2 separate regions of the Sus scrofa genome follow, and region 1 is linked to region 2. A link is a contact called in public Hi-C data. All regions are on one chromosome and are shown on one strand. The core of a region is the stretch at or near the end of the contact, and the rest is flanking DNA. Distances in the headings are between cores, read along the strand shown.

Region 1 (4,051 bases), core at 1,511-4,010, 33 kb before region 2:
TAGAAGCAGCTAACAGCAGAATACAGGAGGCAGAAGAACAAATAAGCAATGTGGACAGACTAGTGGAAATTATGGATGCAGAAAAGAAAAGAGAAAAAAGACTGAAAACAAATGAAGAGAGTCTCAGAGATCTCTGGGACAACATTAAATGCACCAACATCCATATTATAAGGGTGCCAGAAGGAGAAGAGAGAGAGAAGGGGACAGAAAAAAATATTCAAAGAGATAATAGCTGAAAACTTCCCTAACATGGAAAAGGAACCACACACTCAAATCCAGGAAGTGCAATGAGTCCCATATAAATAAACCCAAGGAGGAACACCCTGAGACACATATTAATCAAACTGACCAAAAGTAAAGACAAAGAGAAAATACTGAAAGCAGCTAGGGAAAACAAACCAGAGATGACAGAATATATTCCGATACCATAAAAACAATGCTTATAAAAGAGAAAGAGAGAGAAAGGCGCTGAATAGAAGAACAGAAGGATGAAAGGAAGGGAAAGAAAGAGGGAGAGAGAAAAGGAGAGACAGCTAAAATGATAAACATTCAAAATTGGACCTAACTATACACAGAACTACCATATGACCCAGTAATCCCACTCTTGGGCATATATCCAGACAAAACTTTCCTTGAAAAAGATACATGCACCCACATGTTCACTGCAGCACTATTCTCAATAGCCAAGACATAGAAACAACCCAAATGTCCATTGACAAATGATTGGATTAAGAAGATATGTTACATATACACAATGGACTACTACTCAGCCATAAAAAGAACAAAATAATGCCATTTGCAGCAACATGGATAGAACTAGAGACTCTCATACTAAGTAAAGTAAGTTAAAAAGAAAAAGACAAATACCATACTATTTCACTTATATTTGGAACCTAATATACAGCACAAATGAACCTTTCCACAGGAAAAAAAAAATCATGGACATGGAGAATAGACTTGCGGTTGCCAAGAAGGAGGGGGAGACAGTGGGAGGGACAGGGAATTTGGGGTTAATAGTTGCAGACTCTTGCCTTTGGAATGGATAAGCAATGGGTTCCTGCTGTACAGCACTGGGAACTATGTCTGGTCACTTGTGATAGAGCAGGATAATGTGAGAAAAAAGAATGTATACATGTATGTGTGACCAGGTCACCTTGCTGGGCAGTAGAAAATTGACAGAACACTGTAAATCAGCAGCTATAAAGGAAAAAATAAAAATCATTAAAAACGCAAAAAGAAAAAATTGGACTTAAAAGGACATGGCCTTGTATTTTTCATATGTTTTGACAAATTCTCTCACTTCTTATGAATTTCATATATTATCTGTGTAATTAAAATAAGTGAGTGTTCAAATTCTGAGGTAAAAAACAGGCCAAGGCTAAAAGAAAAGCAGATGAGAGAAATCAGGTTTTATCCAAATCAACTCTCATAAAGTATAAAAATGTCGCATCAATTCCCTAACAAGGAAACTGCACACATAAGAGTTGCATGTATATTGACTGTATATTTAAAATTTAACTACCACAAATCTAAAAAAAAAGTAGGTGAAATGGAAAGGAACTTATTATCTAAGTTATATTTGTAATTGATTTGTTGAATTCTGTTATAAAGCTCCAAGGGGGCTATCAACCAAATTCGCACTTATTTTCATCACAGAGATCTATGATATATTGCTATCTAGTTTGCTAATACTCCAATCTTTTTTTAACTTCTAGTCAATTCCACAATAGAAAAGTGTATACATTACATTTCTATCTGTTGCTAATAATTAAGCATTCTGAAAATGGAAAATAGGCCGAAAACTTTTTCGCCCCACTATTTAGAGTAGTCAGGGACTACATTAAGTAGTCAGTAGTCAGTATTTTAAAAGATTTTTGTCTTACGGAAAAATTAATCTTATCTGTTCTTGCCTGAAAAAGTACTAGAGCAAAAAAGATTTATACTTGTCAGAATTTTAAACAAAAGAGTCTATCTTAGAAAATAACTACAGACACTTTACTTACTCTCTGCCCTTTGTGTAGCTCTCCCACTTCTCTGGGCCTTTACATGTTAAGGCCACATTCTCTGATTACACAACTATACTGGAATTGTTATTTGAGAAAATTCCTAGAGAGTTATGTAGAAAAGAACTGGGTTCTCAACACTGCATTTTTTCGAAGAATTAAAAATATCCTCAGACTTTCAGTTTCTGATCCACCATGTAAGAAGCTTAAGGTCATCAATCCATCATAATAACAACAAGTAAAAACCTGAATAAACAAAACTCACAACTTTTGTTAGACCTATCAAAGAAGTGAGGTCATAAGGCAAACCACAGCTCCAAAGAAAGACAAGAGGATGCAGAGAACTACAACTTGCCAGAGCAGAAATCCCTGAACCACAGCCTCTTTGGAAACCAGTACTGGGGTAGAGAAATCTGAACTGTTACTGAAGAATTACTGGAGGCTCAGGATGAGCAAACCTGAGAGTTAAAAAACTCCAGTTTATAGGAGGTCCCCACACTTTTCAAGATTTAGTCTCTGGGAACTGTACCATTTCCTTACAGTGAGTATTGGAGAAAAATCCTCTAAATACTCCCATCCCAGGGAGGACTTCCATTTGAATATGTCAGAGCACTAAATTCTTAACAAGAACTTCCCTCCAAAGAAACTCTTACCAGAGCCTGACTGATGGGTCTTACCAGCACATAACCTACCTGCAGGAAGGGAAATACACAACTCCTACTCCTGGAGCTATCCTATCCCAAGTAAGAGGGATGGGGAGGACTCAGAAGCACTAGTGAATTACACAGCTGAGACACATGCTGACCAAAAGGCTAAGACCCCACCATAGGACTACAGAATACCTCCTCTCCTCCTACATCTTCCAACTATATTACTAAGACCCTACTCACAGTACTTCATTTTATTCAGTACCTCATGTCTACCTTTCAACCAAAAAAATACAAAGCATACTAACAAGCAAAAGCTCAGTCTGAAGAGACTGAAGAGACACCAGAACCAAAGTCAGATGTGGCAGGAATACTGAAATAACCAAAGAATTTTTAAAACAATGATTAATATGCTAAGGATTCTATTTAAAAAGTAGACAACATACAGAGATCCCTGGTAGCTCAGGGGATTGAGGTACCAGTGCTGTCACTGCTGTGGCATGGGTTTGATCCTGGGCCTGGGAACTTCCACATGTCATGGGCACAGCCAAATAAAAAGGTAGACGGCATTCAAGAACAGATGAATAATGTAAGCAGAGAAATAGAAATTCTAAGAACTACTCAAAAAGAAACGCAAGTGGTCAAAAACATAGTAACAGAAAAGAGGAATGCCTTTCATGGGCAGATCAAGGAGGAAGGAATCAATTTTTTTTTTTTATTATAAAGTACTTGCACTATCTATGAAACAAAGTAGACTTGTATCAGTCATAAATATATACTGCAAACTTGAGGGTAAGTACTAACACAAATCAAAAAAGAAATATAACCAATATACTAAGAAAGGAGAGAAAATAAAATTACACAAAATGTTCAATTAAAACCACAAAAGGTAGAAAAAATGTGTAAGAGAAAAACAAGAACAAAGAACAACTGCAACCAACAGAAAATAGTAACAAATACGGTGGATATTAATCTAACTAAAATAATTACTTTACATATTAATGGAATAAATATACAAGTTAAAAGACACAGATTGTGGATCAAAAAACAAGACGCAACTATATGCTACCAGTATTATCATTTTATCAAAACCAAAGACATTTCAAGAAAAGAAAACTATAGCCTAATCTCTCTAATAAACATAGCTGCAGAAATTCTCAACAGAACATTAACAAAATGGATGCCACAACGTATTAAAAGAATTATACACCCCATCCAAGTGAGATTTATCCAAGGTATGTAAGGCGGGTTCAACACTAGAAAATCAAATATAATCCCTCACATCAATAGGCTAAAGTAAAATAAAAAATCATGATCATATCAATACATGCAAAAAAAAGCATGTGACAAAATCTAACATTAATAATAATAATAATAAAAAAAACTCTCCATAAAGTAGGG
Region 2 (3,865 bases), core at 742-3,241:
CTCAGTGGGTTAAGGATCTGGCGTTGCCATGAACAGTGGTGTAGATTGCAGATGCAGCTGTGGCTGTGGTGTAGACTGGCAGCTGCAGCTCTGATTTAACCCCTAGCCTGGGAACCTCCGTATGCTGCAGGTGCAGCCCTAAAAAGACAATAAATAAATAAATAAGTCCCTTACATCACTTATTTACAAAACAGGTATATGGATCAGGGCAATTTGTATTTCTCATTATCTGTGGCCAAACATGGAAATTCAAGATAGAAACGTCTTTAAGTGACTACGTCCTGTATCTTGAAAAATCAGTACACATCCAAGGGGATAGTTTTGACTTATGAAGGGAAACTTTGTGTAAAAACTGGTTCTATTGAATATTGACTGGCTGGCTCTTTAGTGCTCTAGCTGTGCCAGCTGGATGGCCCACAGTCTGGAGGAGGGAGAGGAAAACACCTGCATTCTGGGAGTAAGAAAGCAACCGTAGAAGCTGACCTGGAAAGTCACTGCCGTTCTCTGTTTTTATGAGCTATGATCATTGAGCATCAGTCCTTGTCTTTCTGACACGTTCCATTCAAAATATTCTGAGATGTTAGGATTGATGACAGTTGTGTTTATACTGCCTTTGACTGGGAGAGCTCCCGTCAGCTGGATTGCTCTGCTGCAGAATCTTCCTTGGCAGATAGGAAGAGCCAGAGTAGCATTCTCATTCAGGGCATGTGTAATTGGTCAACAGCCAGCTCATAAATCTGATGATAAATTTGGCATTAATTGGTACAGCTTACTCATATGAAATGAGTAACCTAGGTGTAAACACACGTGTGTGTGAATATCAACACATTTATGTAAGTTATATAGGGTCGCATAATATCAGAATGTTTGTTGCAGCGTAAATAAGGAGGCCCACGTTACTAAAATTGATGACTGTGTAATTTTATTTACCTCTTGGGAATCACTTGAGCTATTGGATTCCCTGGCAAATGTGTTTTGATTAAGATCATGGCAAGATATGTTTGACAGCCATTTCAAATTATTAGAGGTTTATTACATATTTAAAGTCTGCAGTCACTTGAGATTGTATGTATCTGATTTTAGCTTAGAGAGAGAAATCTCTCGATATTTTGTTCCAAGGACTCTGTCTTCAAGGCCGTGCAATTACCATGCATTTTATAAAAACCACTCGCCTTCTTGGATGGTTTGGAATGTGGTGTGATGCTTGGTGCTTCTGTTTATTCTAAACAAGGTTAGCATCATGAATGCAGAGATTAATATGCTTGGTGTGTATTCCGTATAACTTTCGGTCGTATATACAGATTGAATCTGCACGAGTTGCAAGAGCATAATAATTAAGAATTGGTTCCTTAGCTGTGAACTGTGTTATTCATGAGGTTTATTATGGCTGGGCTGCGGCCGATCCTGGAAAAAGCATGGAAAGAGAAATATTTTCAGGGAAAACGTCATCTCTTAAATTTTTTCGAAAATGTCTTCAGTTTTTTCACTTTTCCATGAAACTGAAATGTAGCCCTGGCTTAATACATGCAGAGTTCATTGAGTACTGCAACAACAACCAAAATTGTAATGAAAATATAGTGATACTTAAATGTACTAAATGGAATCTGAACCCAGTCAGGTTTTTATGATTTTTCCATTTTTAACTTCAGAGACTGGTTAGCTTGCATGTTTTTAAACGAATGAGTTTATCACAGCCAGTAAGGAAAATGGTTAAAGTCTATCAGCTGTAAATTGGTACAAAGCACTAAAAGGGACATTAGCCTCTAATCAGATTCTAACAGTTCATTAAACCTGCCTTTCCAGAATCGCTCTTTGTCTTTTCCCTTCCTTTGCAAGGCATCTTCTTCCCTTTCTGTCTGGGCAAGACCTCCTCCAGGGTAGGAAGTACTGTCAACTCATCCTTCATTGTCTACCAACCAAACAGCCTAGGGGATACTTTGCTGGGTGGATTCCTGGCTGCTGTGAAAGGCCGGGCAGTTGAGGGCTGCTGGCAGCAGGAGGCCTTTCCTGAGGCTGGGAGATGGCAAGCCAGGCTGGCCGCTTCCAAGCATGGAAGCAAGTTGACACACTGGGATTTGAGATCCATGCCTGATGTGTCAACAACTCACCAGCCTCCATGAAAGGATTTTAAGCTTGGAACAAATGCACTGAGCTCCCCAGCAATACCATAAGTTCCTTCTCTTCTATGCTATGGGGATGCAAAATCCCTGAAAAATATGGACACGTCAAAAGCAAACGTTAAAAAAAAAAAAAAAAAAGGATCCTGCCAGTTTTAATCTTATTGTACATTCTGAGAGAGGAACATGACAGTAATTTTTCTTCTTACTCTTACCTAACAGATAAGGTAGCATGGAAATTTTAAATGCTTATTAGTCAGCTCTAGCGTAAATTTGCTTTTTCTTCTTCCTGTTGATTTCTCTGAGCAAATATTTGTGCTAAGAGGCCCCAAACATTTTATTTCTTGGAGTGTTTTTCTTAAACAAAAAAGGAGAGTCAAGACATAGGAGAAATAATTAGAGCTTCACTATACTGCACTCTGTTGGTATTATTTGGTAATAAAAACATTTAATTTATGATGTGTTGAAGTGGGAGTTGTTTTTATTTAACTGTCTGTTGGGGAGAACAACTCTATGAATCGTGAAAACCTGAAGGCTTAGAGGTGATATTAACCTTTTTGTCACTAGGTAGACAAAACATTTAGAAACATAGCTGTTTTTCTTTTAATAAGACCACCTTGGTGTCATATGGTTACATTCTATAATTGAGCAAAGTAAACCATTCTAAAAACCCAGTCAAACTTTGTCATTTTAATTTCTTCGTTTAGTCGGTATTGAGGGTAAAGTTGGCATTCTCAACACGTTTTAAAACATGAGCCTGATTTTGGCCGGAAGCAAGTGCTGATGTGTGGCTTTCTGACTCCCTTCTTGGGTTATTGACTTCAGAAAATTCCCAAAGCTGTGGATCTTAGTCAAAAATGACCTCGATTGAATCTTTTTATAAATGTTGTTTGAAATTCTATGGAGCCACGAGAGAAGTAAGGTTTTCCTTTCAAGAGGTGGTCAGTGGAGCCAAACATACACCTGAACAGAAAACAAATTATTTAGGATTTCCCCTTGTGGCTCAGTGGTTAATGAATCTGACCAGGAACCATGAGGTTGCGGGTTCGATCCCTGGCCTTGCTCAGTGGGTTAAGGATCTGGCGTTGCCGTGAGCTGTGGTGTAGGTCCCAGACGCGGCTCGGATCCTACATTGCTGTGGCTCTGGGGTCAGCCAGTGGCTACAGCTCCGATTAGACCCCTAGCCTGGGAACCTCCATATGCCTTGGGTTCGGCCCTAGAAAAGGCAAAAAGACAGAAAAAAAGAAAACAAATTATTTATTCTTTGGTTAAGACTTCAGTTTAAGAATTCACTCTTAATCCAGGACTTATGTTGGTTGTTTTTGTGGGAGATGTTTGAGATTGATATGTTGAAATTTTCATTTGATCAGATCTGCCATGATGCCAAAATTCATTACCTCTTTTTTAAAATTACTTCAACTTTGACAGTAATAGGCGAGTATATCAATTATTTTGCCCTGTTTTCTCCTTTATGGATTTCTCTGTGCAGTACAACTTCCAGAGCTAAAGAAGAAAGGAACTTGCCTGGTATTTCCTTCCACCGTTGCAAAACTGTGATGAATTATTCTGGCCCCATATAAATTAATGTAAGGTTTCCTTACTCCAGTTTATTACTGTCTGACCTCCAACCCAGAGGTCAGAGAATCAGACTGATTAATTCAAGGTCTTGGTCATTATTTCAAAGGAAGGTTTGGAATGGGGGGATAATTGGTTATGCTGATACCCTCATTTAATTATACTCCATTGTT

Evidence for each region. A called contact is a pair of places that touch in the nucleus more often than the background predicts.
Region 1: a Hi-C map of omental adipose tissue shows a contact between it and region 2, with 2.0 times the contacts expected there. The contact joins two enhancer-like sites. A contact is called at or near these places in 1 of 5 promoter capture datasets (liver), 20 of 47 Hi-C or Micro-C datasets (alveolar macrophages, blood, brain and 13 more) and 1 of 2 datasets of contacts at active chromatin or transcription factors (skeletal muscle).

Annotation. Positions count from the first base shown.
Region 1 is chr11:46,289,545-46,293,595 of Sscrofa11.1, reverse strand. All of the region lies in intron 1 of KLF12 (Kruppel like factor 12), which reads left to right. Among named protein-coding and RNA genes, the nearest start is that of KLF12, 17 kb to the left of the region's middle. Within about 2 kb of position 2,760, at least 4 of the 83 cell types and tissues checked have an H3K27ac peak or open chromatin away from gene starts, as enhancers often do. A contact at or near this core is called in omental adipose tissue, where this site is marked.
Region 2 is chr11:46,255,742-46,259,606 of Sscrofa11.1, reverse strand. All of the region lies in intron 1 of KLF12 (Kruppel like factor 12), which reads left to right. Among named protein-coding and RNA genes, the nearest start is that of KLF12, 51 kb to the left of the region's middle. Within about 2 kb of position 1,991, at least 10 of the 83 cell types and tissues checked have an H3K27ac peak or open chromatin away from gene starts, as enhancers often do. A contact at or near this core is called in omental adipose tissue, where this site is marked.